Regions from separate parts of the Mus musculus genome. Here region 1 is linked to region 2. The links are chromatin contacts, called in public HiChIP or PLAC-seq maps. All regions are on one chromosome and are shown on one strand. Each heading gives the region's core, a stretch centred on a gene start, on an enhancer-like site or on the middle of the called end of the contact. The rest is flanking DNA. Distances are from core to core; before and after follow the strand shown.

Evidence for each region. HiChIP or PLAC-seq counts read pairs in DNA pulled down with a chosen protein or histone mark.
Region 1: a contact with region 2 is called in a FOXA1 HiChIP or PLAC-seq map of pancreatic cancer cells. The contact joins two enhancer-like sites. A contact is called at or near these places in 5 of 484 Hi-C or Micro-C datasets (LSK cells, myocytes, pancreatic cancer cells and 2 more) and 3 of 115 datasets of contacts at active chromatin or transcription factors (embryonic stem cells, extraembryonic endoderm stem cells and pancreatic cancer cells).

The regions. Positions count from the first base shown.
Region 1 is chr14:54,225,833-54,231,230 of GRCm38.p6, reverse strand. No RefSeq gene overlaps it. Among named protein-coding and RNA genes, the nearest start is that of Dad1, 25 kb to the left of the region's middle. Within about 2 kb of position 3,545, at least 240 of the 459 cell types and tissues checked have an H3K27ac peak or open chromatin away from gene starts, as enhancers often do. A contact at or near this core is called in pancreatic cancer cells, where this site is marked.
Region 2 is chr14:54,105,510-54,110,748 of GRCm38.p6, reverse strand. It overlaps Gm30275 (a long non-coding RNA gene), which reads left to right. Exons shown (of 4, transcript XR_003951148.1): 3 at 2,205-2,328. It also overlaps Tcra and Tcrd. Among named protein-coding and RNA genes, the nearest start is that of Gm30275, 18 kb to the left of the region's middle. Within about 2 kb of position 1,813, at least 103 of the 459 cell types and tissues checked have an H3K27ac peak or open chromatin away from gene starts, as enhancers often do. A contact at or near this core is called in pancreatic cancer cells, where this site is marked.

The sequences.
Region 1 (5,398 bases), core at 2,296-4,795, 120 kb before region 2:
TGGGTCACCAGGGCGTCACTAGGTGCCTTTGTATACAGAGTCATCTTGTCTTCTGATTTTGCCTTATCACTGAACTTCTGACCCACGGGGCTGGCAAGGTGGCTCAGAGAGTAAAAACCCCTTCTGCGCAGCCCCGGTGATCTGAGATTGACCCCCCCCCCCAGCTTCCACGCAGAGGTAGAGAACTGACTATTGAAGTTCTCTGACCGTCACAGGGCACCGCGCCACACCATCCCCGCCATGAGACTGAGCCTACAGTTTATGCATCTATTATGCTATGTATTCCCTCAGCAGGGGAGCCCTGTCCACCCATGCTCCCTGGAGTGGACAGGGCTCGGGTTTGCCATTCTAATTCAGTCCTAAAGAGGAACCAAGTAAGTGCACACAATCACAGCTGAGTCACTGAAGCAGAATGTCAGAAACTGGTCTGGTTGGGGGCCCTGCCTAGCTGATGGCTGCACCTAGCACTAGGACTTCGTGTTCGCTCTGTTTGGTGGGAAACCAAGGCATTCGGACTAGTCCACCGTGTTTTTTTGTTTGTTTGTTTGTTTTTTGTTTTTGTTTTTTTGTTTTTCGAGACAGGGTTTCTCTGTGTAGCCCTGGCTGTCCTGGAACTCACTCAGGAGACCAGGCTGGCCTCGAACTCAGAAATCCACCTGCCTCTGTCTCCTAAGTGCTGGGATTAAAGGCATGCGCCACCACTGCCCGGCCCACCGTGGTCTTATATAAGCCAGTTCGTATGTTTCCTAAGTTGTCAAAGGGGCAGAGAAATGCGCTGCCTTGGTTCAGGTTTGTAGGATCGAAGGAGGTAATGTTTGCTTTGATGTTGAGCAAGCACACACTATCGTGACTCGGGATTCTAGACGAGGATGTTGCCCGCTCATGTGATATCATTGGAATAACTCAGCCAGGGTCAGCAAGGAGAAGGAAGGATGCCCTAGAGTCGATAAAAATCATGTCTTGCGCCAGGCATGGTGGCGCATGCCTTTAATCCCAGCACTTGGGAGGCAGAGGCAGGTGGATTTCTGAGTTCAAGGCCAGTCTGGTCTACAGAGTGAGTTCCAGGACAGCCAGGGCTACACAGAGAAACCCTGTCTCGAAAAACCAAAAAAAAAAAAAAAAAAAAAAAATCGCGTCTTGCAGTTTTGTTGACCACAGTCTTTTAGGTTTACCTTGGGTATTTCCTGCCCAGACTGACCATGAAACAGACCAGTTGCTCCCACAACCTAAACCATGTTATTTGATCCACTTCACTCTCAAGTTCTGCCAGTCCCATCTTACGTCTGTCTGTGCTTCTTCCATCTGGTGTTTTCTTTATTTTTCCTTGGTTGATAAATTTAATGTGGATGTTTCAGAGAATGGAAGGAACTGGATGGTTTCAAAGTGGATTTCAGGAGGGCTTCAAAACTGGAATCCTGTGGCCTCTCTTTTTGTTTTTGTTTATTTCTGTTTATTTATTTATTTTGGAGACAGGGTTTTTCTGTGTAGCCCTGGCTGTCCTGGAACTCACTCTGTAGACTAGGCTGGCCTTGAACTCAGAAATCAGACTGCCTCTGCCTCCCAAGTACTGGGATTAAAGGCGTGCGCCACCACTGCCCAGCCCTGTGGACTCTGGAAGGGTGGTATGCTCACATTTCCAGGACAAACACACCCTAGGATATTGTAGGACACACTGGCTGGAGGAGGAATGCTTCTCAGAAAACCTGCCTTGAGGGGAGGTGCCTGGAGCGATTGTATCCTGCTACTACTGGCTCAAGGAATCCTACAATCAGGGAAGCCCCTGGGGTGCCAGAGAGGAGGGAAAAAAATGTGTCTCCTCACAGGTGATACAGTGAGAAGCATCAGGGGGGCCATGGGATACCGTGGGGTCCTGTGGTCCTGAAAAAACTGTGACCTTGCAAAAGCTGGAAGTCATGGAAGGAGTAACAGATGTGCGTGATAGAAGCTACTGGGGCCACAGTCACGGGCGAGGTGGGGGACCGCTGCTGAGCGGGGGACCTGGCGGGCCCCAAGCCTATGTGAGCGCCGGCATCCTCACGCAGCAGGCTGCTTTTATCGCAGCATGGGTGCATCCGAGCAAGCGCGCAGGATTATGGTCCATCCTTTCGCTCGTGCTGCCATCCCACTGCTTTGTGTCTGCCTGGGGATTTCGGTTCGCGAAGCATTAGCATACCATTATCTCCTCAGACAACAGGGAGAGAAGGTGGGCATGCATTCCGGTCTCCGTGTGAATAATGGAAAATGGAGAGAGACAGGGGAAAGTTAAATGTGCCACGAAGGACACTGAAGCTTACAGACCCTGCTTTGCCTGACCCCTGCCTGCCTGAGGACTGCCAGGAAGATATTAACAGAGGCCATAAAATTACAGCCATTACGTCTGTCTCCCATGCTCACACAGTGCCCGGACTGTCTGTGCCTTGACTTTAGGCAATCTTGAGTTTAATTTACACACACTGAGGTGCAGCAAACCCAGGCTTTCCAGCTGGATGCATTTTGACAGGCATCTACCCCGATGTGCCCATCATCCAGGTTCAGATCAACCGCCCCGAATTCCAAACCCTTGTTCTCCTTTCCCATCAGTCCTTTCTCCCTAGAGACACCTAGCATGTGAGTACCTGTTATGGGCGACCCCTTTGGCCATTTCTTAAACTTTAGTTGTATGGAGTCAGAGTCCCTGAAACCTGACACAGTGTCTGCCCTTTAACAGGTATCCCGCTGGAAGAAAGCCTTCGTTTCTAAACTACCTGAGAGAATGTTGGTACAAAGAGGAGAACTGAGGCTGCGGGTTTACAGGCTACAGAGTGAAGTCATGGATCCTGGGCCTGCCGGGCCCCATATTCCATCTCCTGGCTTCCAACAGGGTAGTTTCTTTCTGGGTTTCTCTTGTAGCTAGGTCTCCTAAACCTGGGTAGGCAGTGCCCCCTGCTGCCTGAAGGCCTGACCCTAGACTCTTTGCAGGCAGAGAGGATCACACAAGTCTGGAGTCCAGTGACTGGCACAGGGCAGGACCCTGTGAAACAGAAGCCACTTGTCATTTTATTTTCCTTTGGAAAGAGTTTTTCCGTAGGATGCAGGGATTTTCTTTATCCCGAATAAACACGCCGAGGGAGAAAGCCTTTTGGTGGAGTACTGCTGCCCCCGTGTGGCTACCTTAAGACACTACAACAGAGTGGGACTCCCAAGACGAAAGTTTTTCAGGTTTCAGGTTCTGCGACTTCCTAGGACCCTGAGAGACAGATGTCCACTAGGGTTATCTCTTGACACTTAAATTTCCTCCTGGAGTGGAAATGAGAGCGAATGGGGCTTCTTGTGGAAGGTATCTGTTGGGGAACGAGCCTTAGCTGTGTGTGTAGGCAGCTGCCTCTTTCACAACCTGTCCAGCACAAGCTGGACTGGACATAGACTTTCTCCCTTGAACTAAGTATATAGACTTGTCTAATTTGAGGGCAATAGAGGTCAGGGGAGGGGGACTTCTTGGGAGTGGAGCCGCAGTGCCTCCCCAGCCGGCTGCTGTGAATGGGTGTTACCACCAAGACCTGCAAGCCCCACCCAATGTGCTCTCCGTGGCCTTCTTTTCTGCACCTGTGGTTGGGCTGCGGTGTAACGGCCCAGCCTACCTCTTCTGGGCACGTGGCCCGGAGAGATCTTATCTCTAACTCTGTATTTTTAACTCCTCTTTCCAGAGGATGTGGCTTCTGCGGGAGAGCTTCAAAGGGGGACCTGTTTGCCCATGTCAGCAGCCGTGACGTCATGGAAGTGGGAGGCTGTTCAGACCCAAACACCTGGAGGGAAGTGGGAAACTTTTTCCATTTCCTGTTCTACTTCTGGCTATTGATTCACTATCTGACCAGCTTACCCATTTCAGGGTGCAGCTGTCTGTGTGATTCTTGGAGGAAATCCTATGCCTTGTGTGTCTGTATGAAAGGAGACAGCTGTGTTACCCATGTGGCTTTTACCCAAAGCAGGGCTGGCGATCCTTCAGACTGCCCCCCACCCCACCCCACCCCCACCCGTAGCCAGTACATGCAAGAGTTACAGTATTTGACAGGTCTCTCACACTCACCTCTGGGAAATATCCCTCGGGGACCCAGACTTCAATCTTGTCCAGGGCGGGGTGGGCTGGATATAGACTTCCTGCTTTGTAAACCGGAAGCCCTTCTTCCCACATGTTGCTCGAGGAACTAGGTTTCAGTGGGTTTGTGTGGGTCACTGGGGAAACTGAAATGGACATTAAGTGACCTTTGGCCCTGGATGCTGGTTCTCATGTAGGACCAGAGTCTTTAGACTTTTAGAAGCCAGTGTTTCCTGGTAACTGTCCTGCAGGATTCAGTCAACAGTCATGAAGCTAATGTGAGTCTGAACTCTTCAAGGGCGCACCACTCAAGCTCTGATTATTCTAATAGTTTTTGCCAAGCTACTCTATTCCTTGCAAAACCGAGACAGTGGCTCACCTGGCCTCTGTTAACGCCACTACGTTCCCTCTCCAGCTCAGGTCCCTCCCAGTGACTGTGTTGACCGTCATGATGTCATCTGTTGGTATCTGTTGGGTGCAAGGTACTGCACTAGGTATGGAGGAGCTACTGGTGAGCAAGGTATTCCTCCTATCCGAAGGGTCATCTATAGTCCCTTGCCAACATGTCACCTGGTAATAAAACACTATTAGATTTGATATTAGACATGAGCTTTGGGAGTTGGATTTTATGGTATACCCCAAACAAAAATGAGACAAAACTAAACCCTTGAAGCCTCAGGGGGTGGCCTGAGTGGTCAGAGCACACACCTGTCCAGCCTGCCTGTTTCTGGACTGAACTGTGACTCCAGCTGCACCGGACAACGTTGCAGAACACTTTCCACAGTTCTAGCCTTGGAACGTGAAGGGTCCGTTTTTTTTTCTGCCTTCAGAGCTGGCCTGCAGAAAACCCCTTAGGGAGTAAGGGCATTTATCTAGACTCTAGAGATACCCATTTTACAGCTGGCCCTGGCAAGGAGTTTGCTGGGCTATGGGTGCCTTCTCTTCGGGAGTTGGTCCAGACTGGTCTGGGAGCAGTGGCAGCCTTGTGACCATTGTCATGTCTTCAGGTTTCCTCAGTAGCCTCTTCCAGACTAAGCAGTGAGAGACCCAGAGTCCGACGTCGAAGAGTCTCTGCCTGTTCCCCACACTTGTTCAGCTCCTGTGGAGATTTAGCCTCAGCTGTGGGAGAAAGTTCTTGTTCTGATTGGATGGCGATGAAGTTGACTTTGATCTATCAGTGGCCTCCTGTCTGCCTTGTCCCGGCCTCGCTTGAGTTGGGGCTGGAAGCTATCTATATTCACTTCACCGCTGTGGGAGGCCCTTCAAATCCCTGCCACGTCACCTCACTCTGGTCCTCAGGTGACGTTAGGGTTCTTGTGACCTCTG
Region 2 (5,239 bases), core at 564-3,063:
ATAATGTACAGGAACTGCAATAAATACATCTAGCTGGAAATATAGGGTGTTTAAAGATCTGTTTTGTATGGTATTCTTGGACTCTCTATATTAGAAATAAATATTTTTCTCTGTGTCAGATTTACTTATTTTACACTTGGTCTGCATATCAACACAGGCTGGTGCTGGCTTATTATACTAGGTTATTATCAACCAGACCAGACCTTCTATCAATACACTGAAGAGGACCAGTGGTGTTAGAAAAGCAAACATGGGGTAGGAAATTGGAGCCATCTAAAGTGTCAGTGTTTCTTTTGTCACTGAAGGCCTGTGATCTGCCTGTCTTCCTAAAGCCCCTAGAACAAGTACAGTAACTCTTTGCTCTGGAGTGTGGCAGAAACCGTACAAGTTAAGATTCGACCATGATCCTAACAGTAGAGTTAGCTCAATGACCCAACTTTCTCTAAAGACACATTATAGTGATGGTAGCCAGACCTGTGAATTGTTAGCACTTCCAAGGATTATAAGGTTGATGGAGTTCAAGCCAGGGCTGTGCTGTGGTCAAGTCACTGATGTGAAGGGGTGGATGTTAACTTTCAGCCTATGAGATGGAATGGACCTGAAAGATATCTCCCTTGAACCCCAGAGCAATGAACCTTTAACCAAACCAAAGCAAACCAAAAATCCCAGAAGTAAGAAGGGAAGAAGAAACTGTTTTGCAAATAATCTGAGATGATCATTGTTGTAAGACTGGGAGGCAGAACTGAGATGTGGAAAATGTGAAGGATGGACATATTTGAGTAGAGTTTACTCAAGGGCTTAAATGTAAAAGGTAAAGGCAATGGAACACACACACACACACAAACACACACACACGAGAGAGAGAGAGAGAGAGAGGGGGGGGGGGCAGAGAGACAGAGAGAATAAATTCCGAAGGAGACACCAAAGAATGACTTGATTTGGAACAATAGTATACAGAGAATTTTCTTACTAGTGTTCTATCATGAGTGGGTTTTGGTTGCCTAGAGTAATAACAGAGACACTAAAGAAGAAATCTCCCCACAGAGACTTCTAAAGAGCTTGGGAAAGTTAACTTATAATGGAATGGCCCTATAATGGAACTGAGAATTCATAAGAAGGTCCTGATGGGAGTTATCTTCAGAAGCAAAGTTCTAAGAAATACAAATAGGTCATAGCATTTGCAGAAAAAGTGAGAATTTTATGCTTAATACATGCTCATACTTAATATAGTTTGGGATGTGTAAATTAGCACTGGAATATTAGTGAGTTCTCTGTTCCACTGAAAGGCTGGGTCTCGATGCCTGTGTGTTCAATCAGGAGACATGGGAGTATGCTTCAGGTCATTGGCTATTTAGTGGAACTTCAGGCTCAGTGTCACTGTGAGGTGTCCTGTGTTTTCAGACCTCTGTTTTGAGGGCTGTGCAGGCCTGTTACTGTACCTATACACTTTGCTTTCTTTATACTCCATACAAGTACAAGACCTCATTGTGGTGATACAGATAATATATTGCCATCCCAGTCTCAGACTCAATCAATATCAGTACCTCAAGTAGTTTATAAGATTGAAATTTGAGGTCATAATACATGAATATACACTTTCTGGTTTTACTTACTGTTCTCCAATGTAGCCAGATAATGCTCTGTCTGGTTACTTGGCAACCAGCTGTATATTAGATCCTTTCAGGGACATTGCAAAAATGCTTCTTTAGAAGACTCGGGGAAAAGGTAAGACTAAAGACAGAGCACAGCCTGGAGCTCCAGCTGCTGACTGGGGCAGAGAAGAGGGAATAACAGCTGAGAAATATGAGGTCTTTGGCCCCTTTCCCAGAATTGCCAGGCTAAGACCTTGGCAGGGACTCAACAGGAAGCTGAACCCTATTTGCATATCCTTTTATACTTGGGAGATTAAAAGCTTCAACCTTGAGCGATCACAGTTTTTGAGAATCATGACAAGGCAGTAAAGTAGAGGTGGGGTGTCCCGAGGGAAGTGAGCAGGAAGCCTCCCGGGGTAGGTGTGAGACTGACAACGACTTTCAATTGCCTTTGATTGATGATAAGTGTCTTTCATTTAGTTCTTTTTCAAAAATATTCTTATTGGGTCACACAAAGGAATCAGCAGGGCAGGGATCTTTGCTTCCCCAAATCTTGGGAATCTGTCTAAGTCAACCCCTTTGTTCCATAAGCTAAATCTTCTTTCTGTGCAGCCGCTGACATCGATTATCACTGAAGGAGTCCTGGAGATAACCAACTATCAACTCAATTGTGCAGATGCCATCAGAGGCTCAAAGAGCTCAACTGACTTATCCAAAGTCACACACAAAGTTCAAAGTGAGTTCTGACTCCCCCGTGAGCTTTTAGCTCTCCTTTAGCAGGTGGAAATTTCCTCAGGTCTCAAGTGACTTCTCTCAGACCCATGATTTGGCAGAACTGCTCTTCGATATTGTCTCCCATCAAAGCATGCTTTTCTCTGGCAAGACAGTGACTCTGATTCCCTGGCTTTTCCCCCAGTTTTCCTGGACCTGTTCCCTGTGGTTCCTTAATGGAAGAATGAACTTATTTATCCCTGAGATTCATTTAGGAGAACTTGGCTTTCTTGACAAAGTAGTAGTATAAAGAGAACTGGGCTTTCTTGGCAAAGTAGTAGTATAAAAACTAACCTTCTGTAGACAACATGGACAGTACAAGGATAAGTGAATACTACCCTTCATATTAGTAATTAACATAATAGTTTTCAAGGACAGGAAAAGCTCTATTCTTAAAAGGGCACATTAACTATGACCTGGGATGAGGGGGTCCCTGCAGGTGTCACAGGAGCAGGGAAACAACCCTCAAAGAGAAGAATGAAGACTCAGTTCACCCTGACCTAGGCCGGATCAAACTTCTAGAAAGTCTAACAGCAGGCATTCTATTGCCAGTATATTTAAACACAGTACAATTTGGGATAAAATTTCCAGGAAACAGATTACCGGGTAGCAATCATTCCAATTCCAGGCGCACAAAAAAGCTTAAGGCATGATTACACAGAAATTCCCGCTCAAAGTACATGTAACCACGAAGGTGGGTTTTATAGCTAACAGACTAGAATCTAGCATGGTCTCTGACCTAGATAGCATAGAGGTCAGGAGACCATAGGTAGATGTGATATCTTTCCTAAGGATAGGTTTTATTACCTGGGAGCTAAAGACAAAGGTCTGGGGGTGGTGGTGCAGAGTCTGGGATAATCATTCTGGGGCATTTGGGTGAGGTCTGGTTCCACAAATAGCAAAAGGTCACCAGGTCATTAACAAGACCCACTCTCATTCTGGGTGGAATGCAGGTATTTGATTTTATCTCCTCCACTGAGGAGACACCCTGCGTGTTTAACATTCCTGGTTTCCCTAGTCATCTGTGGGTACAAAGACTTTTGTGCTCCTAACTTGGGGAGGCCCTTCACGAGAGCATTCCTAAAGCTGGGCAAGGGCAACCTTTATAAAAAATGTGGATTTTTTTACGTTGCCTTTGTCCAGATGTCTGATCAAGTCTGCTGGAAAATGGTTTCTATGAAAAATTTGTTGTTTCTGCTATTCTAGTAAACTAGAGACATGTTCACTTGGCACAGGCGAGGGACCTTAGGGACCAGTGCTTATTAAGGTGACACACTCACCCCTCCAGTGATGGCATGGCTTTTAGAACTTCTAATATAAACAGCACAGGGAATTAATTTAGATTAGTCTTTGGAAAGAAGATTCTTGACACGTCATCTCTATGAAAAAGAATGTTGGCAATACATTAGGGGTTAGAAAATGCTAATAGTTATTGACGCTGAGCCCCCTCACCCCCCAGGCTAGAGCCTTTGGTGTTTTCTGTGTAAGACCCCCTTTACCGTGGGATGTTAATTTTGTTGAGCACCTCTGGGGTGTGCATCATAGATGCTCCTTGTAATAGCCCTGTGAACTTATTCTTCCTATTTTATGGGTAAAGGATAGATTAAAGGCTTAAGAGAATTTGAACAAACTACTGTAAGATCCTGGAACTCGTAAGTAAGGAGTTGTTATCATCACTGTTTAAACACACATGCAACTTATGAACCAAATTCTTAAATAAATTCTTAAGATAAATGAAACAACTTTCCCAGTAATATCCATATTATGAAAAAAGTAATTTCAGCACATGTTAATATTTTTTGTGGTTGGTTATTACATTTGTTTTTATATATCGCTTAGTTATCTGTATTTTATTGGCATGTATTAGGAAACATTCCTTTTAAATTGTGATGTGAGACTTTTTGTTAGTACAATAAGGAAGCTTTCATGGATTTGCAGATATGGGAACGCTCAGAGGTAATTATCTAAGACTTGAGAAGAGACTTGTGTCTTTTGTCTTGGCATGATCATACCTTTTGCCCTTGTTGGTTTCTTTCAGTATCCTATAAGACTAGAGAGGACAACTCTGATGGGAAGCCAGCTCCATCCAAGAGGGAGGGTTCAGACCTTCTGTCTACTGAGCAGTCATAGCCTTTTGCCAGTGGAAACTTCTGAAGGGGTAGAACCTTTATGCCTCATCCTTCTGCTCTTTCCCCTTTGGTCCAGGCAGTTTTGGAAACAGTAATGAGTAAGGGAAAAGACAAGGAAACTCAAAGGAGCAAAGTGAGCAGGTTGTATCTTCAGGGAATAAGGAAGTTGTCTAAGTATAAAAGTAAGGGTTGGAAAATTGCTGAAGGAAGACCCCAGACTCAGATAGTATGCAAAAACAAAGAGTGCTTATTCTGCAGAAACAACCAGCATGCGGGAGTCAACCATTCTTTGAAATGGCAACCCCAGATAAAGGCACATAGGCCTTCTTATAGGCAACTAGGGGGACTCTCAAGAAGGATTAGGTAATCTAAAATTTCATTGGTAGGTGCTAGGGGTCACAGGTGATCAGTGGTCTACATTCCTATGTCATGAGCTTTCAATCATGTGATGAAATAGGGCTGTCCAGTGCATATGGCCCACTCTGAGATAAGGTATTTTTCCATTTTTGTGGTTATTCCTAGGCTGTTCTTTGGGAGTGGTTTTATGATACTGTTCTGGATTTTATGGTCTGTTCCTAGAACTAGTGTCTTATGACCTAGTTTCTGGGACTTATGGTCTATTCTTGAAGCTGGTTCCTTATGGTCTTTTTTAAAAAAAAATCAGGTCTAGTCCTCAAAATGGAGACAAATGGGGTCCTTAAATGGGGAAAATGGGGTTTATATTGTCTTTTCATAACCATGATGGAG